Regions from separate parts of the Gossypium arboreum genome. Here region 1 is linked to region 2. Evidence: chromatin contacts called from public Hi-C data. All regions are on one chromosome and are shown on one strand. The core of a region is the stretch at or near the end of the contact, and the rest is flanking DNA. Distances in the headings are between cores, read along the strand shown.

Evidence for each region. Hi-C and Micro-C count contacts between places; a contact is called where the count stands out from the background.
Region 1: a contact with region 2 is called in a Hi-C map of leaf, with 1.6 times the contacts expected there. The contact joins the enhancer-like site here to the promoter of LOC108460845 in region 2. A contact is called at or near these places in 2 of 5 Hi-C or Micro-C datasets (both in leaf).

What each region holds. Positions count from the first base shown.
Region 1 is chr4:15,889,071-15,895,913 of ASM2569848v2, forward strand. No RefSeq gene overlaps it. Among protein-coding and RNA genes, the nearest start is that of LOC108460845, 82 kb to the left of the region's middle. Within about 2 kb of position 4,626, at least 2 of the 2 cell types and tissues checked have an H3K27ac peak or open chromatin away from gene starts, as enhancers often do. A contact at or near this core is called in leaf, where this site is marked.
Region 2 is chr4:15,806,830-15,813,519 of ASM2569848v2, forward strand. LOC108460845 (UDP-glycosyltransferase 76B1-like) reads left to right here and starts at 4,018. Exons shown (of 2, transcript XM_017760523.2): 1 at 4,018-4,589; 2 at 4,669-5,748. The coding sequence starts at 4,085. The coding sequence ends at 5,564.

The sequences.
Region 1 (6,843 bases), core at 3,376-5,875, 83 kb after region 2:
GTCTTTTTTGTTGTTGAACTGTTATCCTACAAACAACTCTTCAGCGTCCAATTCTCCCTCTAGTAGGTGAGTCAACACTATTTCTTCATATTCGGGGAACTCACCTACATGCGCCGCATCAGGATCTATGCTAGATATAAAGGTTCCTAGATTATTACGGATAACTATACCGTAACCCATGTTCCCAGCCGAATAAGGTTGCGCATCTTCACCCTCTACCATGCCTTCATTATCTATGTCTCCAAGGATCTCTTCCAAATTGAGGTCACTGAAATCTTTATTATCATGGTAGGACTAATCTTCATTATTGAACCCTTCATCACCATCTTCTATGTGCCCAACACCTCTAGCTGAATCTCTAGACGAGGACATGAGATTGGGATGTTATACGAACATCCACCGTAGTTTAGATTTTCGGGAGTTTGAAGTGACCCTCCAAAACTCGGTTGAACTTTCTAGCAGACATTAAGATCAATATCAATTATAGAATGCTGACTTACTGGAATTACAACTACAACGGGTTCCAGATCAATTATCTCCGCGAGCAACTCAACCCTGCTGGCATTATCCATCTCAAGGGGCAATAAATTGCTATCATTGTCCTTAGATCATCATCATTTTCAATCTTCATTTTTGAGAACTTGAGCGAATCTGTTGAAATCAGAAATTTGTAAAATAGTTTTAACATTTGCTTCTCGCAGTTATCTTTGTATTGATCTTTTGTTTCAAGTCCGCCATTAAAACACACTTGTTGAATCTCATTCTAATTTTTTGCCAACTTTGAACGACAAAACCTTCTTCAGTTGTATTTATTATTTATCCATCAAAATGAACATAAACTAACAAAATTTGGGAACTTAACGTCAACAATTTTTGCTTCCTCCTAAACAAACAAAACACTGATATGCTTAATTTCAGTTTCCAACGGATAAAGCAAACAAAAATCTCAAATGGAAAATAAAACACCTATATATAACTGGCTTCAGATAAAGGGGGTGCCGGCCATCAATGTCCCAACACCCTAAAAAAACTATTTATTTTAATTAGATAAAGGGAGTACTGGCCATCAATGTCCTGACACCCTAAATTTTTTTTAAATCATATAAAAGGGGTGTTAGCCATCAGTGTCCCAACACCCCAATTTTTTTTAAAATATTGGTATCTACCAGTATGATACGATTTGAAAAAAAAATACAAGGGTGATGGCCATCTAGTGTCCAAAATCATTGCCTAGCGATTGTGTCAAGAAAAAAAGGTGGTGCCAGCCATCTATTCTCCGTTACCCAAATTTATTTTTCATTCATGATCATTTAGGTAATTATTTTTAAATCATAGTTATTTACGTAAATAATTAATTTTTTTAGATCATTTAAGTAAAATAGCCTTAGCCTTCTCTTGGCCAACCTTAGTAGAGGCAGATGATTGCGTTGAAATTGACTACTCGAAGTCCAAAATTGTTTCTATGAAATAAGATATAGATGCTACGTAAACATCATGTTTTAATCATTGAACATCTTACATGTTTCACCTATTTTGATCATTGAACATCTTACACGTTTCACCCATATGGCGCACATGTAAGGTTAGGATGCCTTGAGAATCCAAAATATTTTTCCACAGCTGTCAAATTCTCTTTTAAGGATCCATGCTTCATAATTGGAAAAAGGAACACCTTGGAAAATACATACTGCTCTGTCAAAGAAAGATGATAGAGAGTTAATCGAAATGAGTACTAAATATTTTACGAGAGGTTTTCTCTAAATTACTGGTATGACATCGAAATGGTGAGCATTAACATGTAGGTTTCATATTTTAAGTGGTAGTATTGAGTCCTTTAACTATTGTTCTTGAAAAATGGCTCGGTCTAGTCCATTCTTTGAAAAGAATTTTTATGGGATCTTTATTTATCAAATTTTTTTTTCTTATTCCAACGAATGAATAATCATCAAGTCTTCATTTTTTGAATAATACATATAAAACAACTCACCAATAATTAGTAATTAGTGAACCTATAAGAGATAATTTTATTATATTATTTTATAAAAATAAAAAAGTCAGCGATGCTGTTTTATATCTATTTAAAGAAAGATTTATATGTTAAAAAATGGGGAAAAATCAGAAGGTAAGGAAATAAGATTAGATGACTGTCAGCTGGAACATTCTTTCTATATATAGTTTATAGATATACTGGAGATTGATTAATAGATAAGAATGAATATTTTTCTTGAAAGAGGATAAGATTGAATAATAAAATTAGGCTTAAAGGGTTATAAACATGAAAATGAAATGATATTCGAGTTTTCGTGCAAATATAATTTCAGAGGATTAATTGAATTATTCATTAAATGAAATACTTATATCACATGACACATTACTTTAAAAAGTTAATAATTAATTTGATCTTTCATATATAAATAAAAATAGTATTTTGATATTTTTAATTCTTTTAATAAATATTTTAAAATTTTAAAAATATTAAAAGTAAATTAAAATTATTAAAAATTATAAAAATTAAATAAAATTTTTTATATTAATATTAAATAAAACTTATTATATTAAAATAAAATAAACTCTCTCCCACCCCACCCCACCCCACCGCGTCCCTCTCCTATCTGCCCCTCTCTTTGCATTTGGTTGTAAAACAATATTAAACAATATGATACCAGGAAAAGAAAATGTTGAAACAACCTTATTGTTCTATCCCATGATTTTCAATTCCCGTTGTAAATGAAGGCCATACATTAGTAACATTATCATTATCAGCTACCTGACATGGTTTATAGAAAACGGCAAATCCAGAACAAATTTTTAAGGGGTTAAATGAAACTTTAATTTTTTATAGGCTATATCTTTATAATTTTTAAAGGATTAAATTAAATTTTTATAATTTTAGTGAGGCCAAAGTACAATTTTACCTTTACTAATTTAAAAATTTTTAAAAATTTAAAGAGTTAAATAAAAATTTTACATTTTAGGGAGGTCGAGCCCCTGCCAGCCCCCTAAATCCGCCCCTGTTTATAGATTATTTTAGCTTTACTTACATATACCTACTTTCGTACAACAAGAAAACAACTATGAATTACTATCACAGTCATTAAATTACAAATTGAATTGAAGAGTTCAAATTTAATTACTCAATAAAAGAACAAAAGGGTGAGTTCTAATGTTGGGTTTCACCGAGGGATGTTTTAACAGGTATTTCAAGAGTACTGTTTGAACAATTACACCATTTAAACCAAGTTCATGTAACTTTTCTTACCTGAAATGCTCCAAACATTCCAAATTAAAATTCCAGTCCCACTGAGGGTGGTGGATTCAGAAATATGATTTAGGGGCAAACTTATATTAGTATTGTTGACTTAGGCTAAACCTTAAAATTTGGGATTTTTTGTTTCTTTTGGATACTTATAGATAATATACAAGTATAGAACTATAAAAGAAATAGAGAAAGCAAGCCAAAATATTTAAAGAATATCTTGAATTTTTTTCTTCTTCTTTGATGATAATATCTTTTTCTTTCTCTTATAATTCGTTAATTGCTTTTTTCCACTACTCTTTTCTTTTTGTTCTAACTTGTTTTTCTTTTTCTTCAGTCTTATGGGTAAAAGTTTTTTTCTTTTATTGTTATATTTTTTAAAAAATTGATGATTTATTTATTTTATTGTAGCTTCCTTTGAAAGCTTTAAAATTTGATACTTCTAAAAGAAGTTATTTTATAAGAGATAAATATATATTTTTTTAAACTTTAAAGGGTTGTTCTTTTCTATTTTGGGTTTAGGAGTAGAATTTAAATTTTTTAGGGGTTTAATATAATAAAATTCATCTTAAAGGAGATGTTATGAAAATTTTTAAAAACCTAGGGGCTGTGCTCCCACCTACCCCTTGTATCTGCCAATGCCCACTTCTGTATTTGAAGAAACCATGTTTGACATGTCAAGTACAAATTTAAGGTTTGAGGAACTGCATTGGTTTGGTATGTCAAAAAACCATCTGTAAAAGGATTTCTTGATTTGCTGGCACCGTGAATGACGCATTCGTGTTGATTTTTGTTTTTTTTTTTTAATTTGTAGGAGATGGTGGGGGTGAGGACTGGGTGGGAGAGACAGTGACAGCAAGCGGGATCGATGGTGGGGGAGAGGAGAGGGCCGGGAGAGAGTTATTTTATTTCATATTAATATAATAATTTTTATTTAATATTAATATAAAATATTTATTTATTTTTATAATAATTATTTATATTTTAATACATTTTATATTTTTAGTAATTTTAATTTATTTTAATATATTTTTAAAAATTAGAATAATTATTAAGAAAATAATTAAAAATATCAAAAAATATATTTGATTTATATTTCAGAAACTAAATTAATTATTGACCCTTTAAATTAACGTGAGACATTATCATTTTAACTGAAGATAACAGATAAATATTAAAATATAACAATTTAATAACATTAATAGCTATTACACAAATAAAAAGGTTGGATGACCAAAACATAATCTTGACCAAAGTTAAGGAACAACGAGTGTAATTTACTCAAAAATATATAAAGAGAGGTAGGGGCTCAAATCAAGAAAAAAAAAAAGCAATCTAGAAAACCAAATGCTACTCTCTAGCCCACCAAGTCGTCACAATTACTGGAAAAAGAGAGTTGGAGAGTGACGTACCCATTAGCGATATGCACATCCTTCAACAGAGTGATCATGCCACAACAAAACTTGAAAAAATCACCAACGCAAGTGTGGAGCCAGCAGAAACCGCTAATAGAGGAGCCACATAATCAACCATCAAACAACTCATAAAAGAAATCATAGTAAAAAAATAAGTTGAAATATGCTCTAGAATTATAATTTAATTCCTCTACTTTTATTTTAGGAATTCAATTCCTCTATTTTTCATATTTTAAAATTTAAATTTAATTACTAACATTGATAAAAAAAATTGTTAAATTCTTTACTGTGACATTTTGAAATTAAAAAAACTCACTTAATAGCTACGTAATAAAAATGGTGTTGTTATGAACGTGAATTTAATAGAAGAGTTTTAATTATATTGACAGCTAGACTTGCATTTTTAAATTTGAAAAGTAAATAGATTAAATTCCTTGAAATAAAAATAGGGGACTAACTTCTGAATGTACAAAGAGTACATGGATTTTGAGCATATTTTAACCTAAATAATAATCTTTTATATATAATATTGATAATTGGAAATTATACACAAGTGTATGTGTTGATCAGGTAATAAAGTGATAAAAGAGATTGTTCCCATGAATACCAAACTCTAAGCTATTATTACCAACTATTCATTTTATCTAATCCAGATCAATAAAATAAATTTCAATTACTACTAAAATTAACTAAATTATAAAAGTATACTAAACTAAGTAATGAAAACTTTCAAGTTTCTCAATCAATTTCATGGACACGGAACTCTAACTTCACCTAAACTAGTAAATCAATTATTTCTCATTCAATTTTTAAATCCATGTAATTACTAATACATAATTCCATGATATTAACTAGACCCTTTCAATATCTAAGTTAATCCCCCTTCCCTACTAGTTATATTCCTATGCTAGCAAGTTAGGTTAAGTCACTAAGAACAAACCTATTGGGTTGTGTTAGGCCCGAAAATACCAAAAGGGGGGATGAATTGATATTTTAAGATTCTTTGCAAACTTTTCTAAAGGATGAGGAAATGGAAGAAAACCTTGGGCACTTCGATTTATAGTGGTTACCCCAATTGCCTATCCCCACTACTTTGGTATACCTCAACTAAAAATTTTCCAAATAATATACTTGAATTGATATCTTTCAAGGAGAATGTTTAACCTTTACAATTTCTATATTTTTTTTCATAAGGCTAAGATAGAACCTTTTCCCCTAGCTTTTACGGCTAAACTAGAACGCTTCCTAATTTTTGTGACTCAACTAAAAACCTTTTACAATCTACTTAAGGTTTTATACCTCAAAAACCATAAGTATGCTCTTTACAACAATGAACCTCTAGTAGGTGTTTGTTTGTCAATTGAAGCTCTAAATAAAAAGATTTGAGAGTGAGAATAGATATTACAATAAGCTCTCAAGGGATATGTACAAGATAAAATGAAGAAAATAAAGAATTGAAAGCTTTTCTCTTGATTTCTATGCTTGGATGTTCATCTCTAGTATCTTGAAGTGTTTTTGATGTGTATACATGATAATGGAAAATTTTGTGATCGTTTATAGCCATTGAAAGCATTGCAGACAAACTTTTATCGATACAACTCACAAGATGTAGAAGTGGACTTGTATTGGTAGAAGTCCCCTTAAGTATTGGTAGAATTCTGGAGCAATGCTTGGGGTGCTCTTTGACTTGCTTCTATCGGTAAAACTTCCTCCAAGTAATGATATAACTTCCGAAACTTGTATCAAATGAGTTTAAAATATTTTAGATTGACTCAAAAACATTTAGATAAATTAAAACAAATTTAAAATATGTTTTTGAGTGCTTTTACAAGTCTTTGAAATGATTTGAAAATGTGTAAAAAAAATTCAATAATTATTTTCACCAAATGGCTTAGGAAATAAAATAAAAATTTATCTTAAATGTTCTTACATCAAAAGCTTGGGACATCAAAGTCAACAATCTCGCCATTTCTAATATAAAAAAAATTTAAGAGAAATTTTTATTTTGAAAGACTCCCCTAAATCATTTAGACATTTTCAAAAGACAACTCTCTCTTAATAAATTATTCCTTGAAAAATTTTAAGCACAAACACTTAAACAGAAACATTGAATTTCTACAAGAGATATGAAAAATAAGCATACAAGAAATTCAATGAAGAATACCAAGACTT
Region 2 (6,690 bases), core at 2,768-5,267:
TAGGTATGCTAATATTTAGTATAATTGGGCATATAAGTGAATTCGGTCAATTTGATAAGTTTGAATACTAGAGTATATGTGATGATAATACATGTATAAAACTTGGTTTTAGCTTGATTTGAATGTTATGATATAGGTTGTTGTTGTGTAAAAGTGTTGAGTTAGGTTGATGACAAATGGGGTGAGAAATATGGCTTGGAAAATAGCCTATTTTCGTTCACATAGGCAGAGACACGGACGTGTGTCTCAACCGTGTGTGATACACGGCCTAGCACATGGGCGTGTAGTTTGGCCATGTGACCCAAGTCAGAGAGCACCCTAATTTGGATACAGGCAGAGACACGGTCGTGTGTCCCTATTTCGAATGACCACATGGCTTGAGACACAGGCGTGTCTCTTGGCCATGTGAGACACATGGCCTGGCTACACGGCCATGTGCCCCCTGCACCTTGGTGAAATTTTAATATATTTCAAAAAGAATTTGAGTGCTGATTTAGTCCTGACTTGTTTCTAAATGTATTTTGGTCCTTGAAGGCTCATATAAAGGACAATATATATGATTTTGATTGGCTTTTGATATGAATACTATATGAAATGAAATTTTCTGTCTATTTGTTTATTAAATTTTGGTAATGCTTCGTAACCCTGTTCTGGCGACAGATACGGGTTAGAGGTATTACAGCTGGGCTATGGAAATATATGAAGTCTGCTAGGATAATAAGCATGACATCATATAGTGTAAGATCATAGCTGGGCTATGGCAACATATGAAGTTCGCCAGGATGGTAAACATGGCATATGTGGGAGAACCGCGATACGAGTAGCGTGTTTATGAAGTCTACTAGAACAACAAACAAGGAAATTCGTCAGGATAATTATGGTGAATATGGAAGCATTAGCGAATTTGCTAAGGTAAGGCTCCACCAAGATATGAAGGCAAGAAAGATATATAAAAGTGCGATGTCCGTGGATATGTATGGGGAGGGTTTTTCCTTACATAGTATTCATAACTGGTATCCACCACTCAGGGTCCACCAAAGAGGACTATCTTAAATGGAGGGTCCGTTAGGGACTATCTTATTGGTAAATTTAGTCAAAGAGATGTAAAATGACAAAAATGTCCATAAGGATTACCAAATAAATTAAAGTTCTGTCAAAACCTGTTTTAAGTGGGAAGGTCTAGAGGGATTATCCAGTATATTAGAATATTTGTCAGGATTATCATATTTTGGGAAGCCTACCATGGACTATCTTTTGGGAAGTCCGCCATAGACTATTTGTTCTAGAAGTCCGTTAGGATTACCATGGAACTATAAGTCGTAAGGACTACCTCATATGGCTATCTATAGAAAGGGTCTATTAGCGATGGTTTGCCAGATTAAACAGCCTATTGTGAGGATAAGAATTCGTGGGATTTCTCAATTGCACTAATATTTACCAAATTGGTTGTAAACAAGTAAAGAGATAACAAGATCGTACACCTACACCAAGAGCTTTAAGAGGGTAAAGATAATGAAAAGAATATGCCCTCACGATGTAATATGTATAGTTATTCGACAAGTTAGCCAAGTGGATATATATATATATATATATATATATATATATATATATATATATATAAACATCCATCCAAAAGATGAAATGCTCGATAGAATAACCAGTGAGAAGAACGGGGAATCTGAGATGAAGCTTGAGACTACAATATGAGTCGTCAGGGAGTATCCATTAGGTAGTTGTGTTGTTGTAAAGTGCCTGCTAGGAGTTATAGAAGAAAAACGCATAAACATCAAACACAGAAACAGTTGCTAGAGCCTAAATGAAAAATAGGAAGTTTTAATTATATACAGAAATTCCATATACTGATTCTTTTATGTAGTGGTGAGCATACGAAACCTAACTAAGTTCATATGAACTTATGAGTGGTTTGCCTTGGATGCAAGACCGATAATTGTATGGAAAGCTTGGAAGGGAACAAGCCAGACCTTGCAGATAAGGATGTGAGGATTGTGGTATAATGTATATAGAGGGGGCACCCTTAGAAGCTCCGCCTCGGGGGTTTGAAGTATTAATTGATCTTGAGTTGATATACATCATGTATACTTAAATTGTTATATAATTTAAGTTGAAGTAAGTCTCTATAGTGAACAATTTAAGCAACAACTCATGGTGACTATTGTATTATTTTTAATAGACAATTACATTAAAGTATTTATAAATGTTACTTTATTCGATGTGTTCAAATAGTAAAAATATTTTATTAAGTTATTAAATAAAACTTGACTAGTTAAGTTTATCTGTACTGTATGTTCGATGGGTTTAATTGCGACATTTGGTACCCAGACCCAGCAAACGAGTTTGGTGAAGGGTATTACAAATGATGTTACTCATGTTAGTCATTTAATGTTTTGTATAACCTGTCATTGGTTATAAGGCTTCTGTGATATAATGTTTTTAAATAACCTGATTACAAGTAGAGTATTATTGTTTTAAAGTGGTTTAAAAAGTATCATATATTATTCGATATTTGGGGGTTATCGCCTAGTGTGCGGAATATCTGCCGAGCTAAAGTATTCAATTTTTTAATGTTTCTGTTAGTCCAGTTGGCTTTAAGTTGTGACGCTCCATACCCAGATCTGACGATCGGGTTGTGTGTAGGATGTTACACACGACATTCAAATAGGGGAAAATACGTTCAAAAGGCCGATAGCTCGGACCATGAACAAGCACTTTCAAGAGTCAGTACTCACCTTGTCCATAACAAGTTACCATATTAGTTAAATATGTCAGTTAAAAAATAATGACGAGCAAATTTATAAAATACCCATGAATAGGCACTAGTAATTTTTTTACTAGTACATTAGTCATCATGGTAGTGCGATTGATTGCTCTAATCAAGAAATCTATTTTAATATCTACACAAACAAAATTGAATAAACATATCATTTTAAAACAATAACACTTTCACATAATAATATTAATCACCAACTAAACAAAAAATATTAAAATAAATTACTTTAACCCGAATGTTTGAAAATAAATTTTATATTCTACACAAATTAATATTAAAACATATGTATCTTTATTAAAATATATATAAACATATAAAAATAAATATATATAATAATATAATCTTAAACATTAAATCTATCTAAATATTAAAAATAAAATACAAATATATAATATACAAATTATTATTACAAATATATATATATCTTAAAATTCTCACTATCTTTCCAACTCCAACACAAACGATACAAACAATTTATTTTCTCCTCGAAACTTCAACACAAATAATTTTTTTTCTTTTCTTTATTTCTGCTTCTGTTATTAGGGGGGATCAAAGCAATATATAAGAGAAAAAAAAAGAATGGAAAAGCAAACAAAAGTAGGGGGTTGGATAGAGAGCCTATATCGATTGGTCAAGTCAGTGGCAGGGCATCAAGCCGATGTCGTCTGACCTATCTTATCCTGTACTTTTTTTTAGCCTTTTTTTTTCAACCAACTTTTATTTTAAATTCAAATTAGTGTCGTCTGGCACATTGATTATACCACTTAAAAAATATTTTTTTTATCAGTATCATATTTGTTTTGTATTTAGAGAAAGTACATGTATTTTTATGGTGTTATTGACATGATGGCGGCACCATTTAAATTTTTTTTTTTAACACCGAAATGGTTGACAAATGGTTGGGTGAATTTTAGGGTGGTGTTGTGTGACACATTGACAGCATCCAATAATATTGTAAAAAATACACTATTTTTAATCTACTATTTATCTCATTTTTGTAATTATTTTTTTTGTATTATTTTGATAAAAAAAAAAACCATCGATGTCGTAGAGATTTATAATCTACTGTTAACTCGAGTCTCGTCTAATTAACTCAAGTGAAATAATGTTGGGTCTATCTTGTCTTGTACGCATGTGCTTTATGAGCTAACCTCATTTGGCAACTTCATTAACATTTTCTATTTTATTTGGCCTTTAAAATTGACAGGTTTCTACCATATCAATTTCTCTATATATAGATTTTGCAATAAAGAAGGCTGAATCGGGCATTGCTGGAAACCAAAGCAATTAGCTCCAATGGAGAGCCAAACAGAGACTCATAGGAAGCAAAAGAAATGGCTGAGATTGTTGCTTTTTCCGTTGCCATTGCAAGGTCATGTAAGCCCAATGCTTCAGCTTGCAAATCTTTTATATTCTAAAGGCTTTTCAATCACTATAATCCACACTTGCTTCATCAGTTCTCCCAAATATCCTTCAAAGAATCCCCACTTCACCTTCCATTCCATCCCCAACGGGTTATCCAAAAGTGAGTGCTCTAATGCCGATAATCTCGTATCCTTTATTTCGCTCCTTAATGCGAATTGCGCCGAGCCGTTTCGTGATTGCTTGGTTAAGTTGTTATCTGATGTTTCCGATGAGCCTGTTGCTGGTTTGATCTCGGATTCGACTTGGAAATTCACAGATTCCATCGCCAAAAGCCTTCAGTTACCTAGATTTGTGCTTCGGACTACTAACATTTCGTCTTTCCTTGCTCTTGCTGCCTTACCCCTTCTACAAGAAAAGGGTTATCTCCCAAAACAAGGTTCTTCACTTAATTCTAACCAAATTTGTCACAATCATTTTAGCAAATCTTATTTAACAACGGTTTTTTCCCCCCTCAGAATCACAAGAGGAGAAACCAGTTATTGAGCTTCCACCTCTTAAAGTCAAAGATATACCAGTCTTCAAAACACAAGATCAAGAGGGTCTTCATCAAACAATTGCAGCTTTAGTGGAACAAACCAAGTCTTGTACAGGCGTGATTTGGAACTCATTTGAAGAGCTTGAACACGGGTCGCTGACCGATTTCCGCTACAATTTTCGGGTCCCGATCTTCCCAATAGGTCCACTGCACAAGTATTTTCCAGTCCCTTCAACTAGCTTACTATCTCAAGATCAAAGCGCCATCTCATGGCTAAACAAACAAGCACCCAAATCTGTCATCTATGTAAGCTTTGGCAGTGTGGCAAGCATTGAAAAGTCGGAATTTGTAGAAATAGCATGGGGTTTAGCTAACAGTGAGCAGCCTTTCTTGTGGGTGGTGAGACCAGGTTCAGTGATTGGCTCAGAATGGCTGGAACCATTACCAAAGGGGTTCATGGAAGAGATAAAAGAGAGAGGACACGTTGTGAAATGGGCACCCCAACAAGAAGTGTTGGCTCACACTGCGGTAGGAGGGTTTTGGACTCACAGTGGATGGAACTCAACATTAGAGAGCTTTTGTGAAGGCGTTCCAATGATTTGTCACCCTTGTTTTGGGGACCAAAGGGTTAACGCTAGATATGTTAGCGATGTTTGGAGGATTGGGGTTCATTTGGAGAATAAAGTTGATAGATTCGAGATTGCAAAGGTTGTCCGAAAGCTATTGGTCGAAGCTGAAGGCCATGAAATCAGAGATCGAATTCTTCAGTTTAAGAAGATGGCCAATCAATCTACACAGCAACAAGGTTCTTCATATCGTTCTCTAGAAAGCTTGGTTAGCCTAATATTATCTTCCCAGTCACAAGGGAAATTGTAAAACGCAGTTTGTTTTAATATTATATACGTCTAGATTTTATGTTCCTAGTTTTTCTTCTTCAAAATAAAAGTTACTATTTTTCTTCTAGAAACCAACAAGAAAATGGGAAATTTATGAATTTCTTAGACATTACTAAGTTTTAAAAAACATGTTATTTATTACTTAATGTTAGAATTTGATTGAATGATGCTTTTATTTTTATTATTATGGAGTTTGAATACGAGGTTCTCTCACTTTTGGAGTTGCGACTTTTGTCAATTTAATGTTAGGAGCTCATTTTAGACTATAAACTTTAAAATATTTTAATTATATTTTTAATTTATCGAGATTATATCAATAGGGTCATTGCTAATTAAAATTATGTGTTAAATTAGTCATCATATCTCATGACATATTTTAAAAAAAAAAAAAGAATATTGTGAAAATAAATATTGTAAAAATTTTGGAGATTTTCAAACTTTTATCTTTCACTTTTTTTTAATTTTACTTCATTTTAATTTTTCTTTTAAAATATCTAACAATACTTTTTTTATATGGAGTTAAATTTTGTCATGTATCCTTAAGTTATATTTAAAAATTAAAAATAATAGATATATGGCAAAATCTCAACCCGTTTGTGAAATAAAACTTTTCACTATATGTGTATCAAATAATTACCTAAATAAAAATCTAATTACCAATAAAATTAAGAGGTTGTTATTATGTATTATAATAATTTTATACCATATTAAATTCATGGCTTTAATTTCACATAATTTATTATACCTTAATAAAAAAATGAATACATTAAAAAATTTAATTATTGACTCAATTAGTATGAACATTATTGTCAAGAGAAATAGAATTAAGTGCAACACAACGCATCATCTTTTTAATTGACTAACGTGAATTATTTTTAAAGCTGAATTAGACTTTTAAGTGAAAACTAATTACATCACTAAATTTTTTAAAAGAAGTGGGATTTTAGATATATAGAAAAATATTATAGATTAATATTAATTATACTGAAAATTACGTCGTAAAGATTATTCTTAAAAATTGAATTAAAATCGTGACATGCTAACAGCAAATCTGACGCCAACCAAAATATTCTTTCCATTCTTCGCAAAACCTGAAAAATAATACT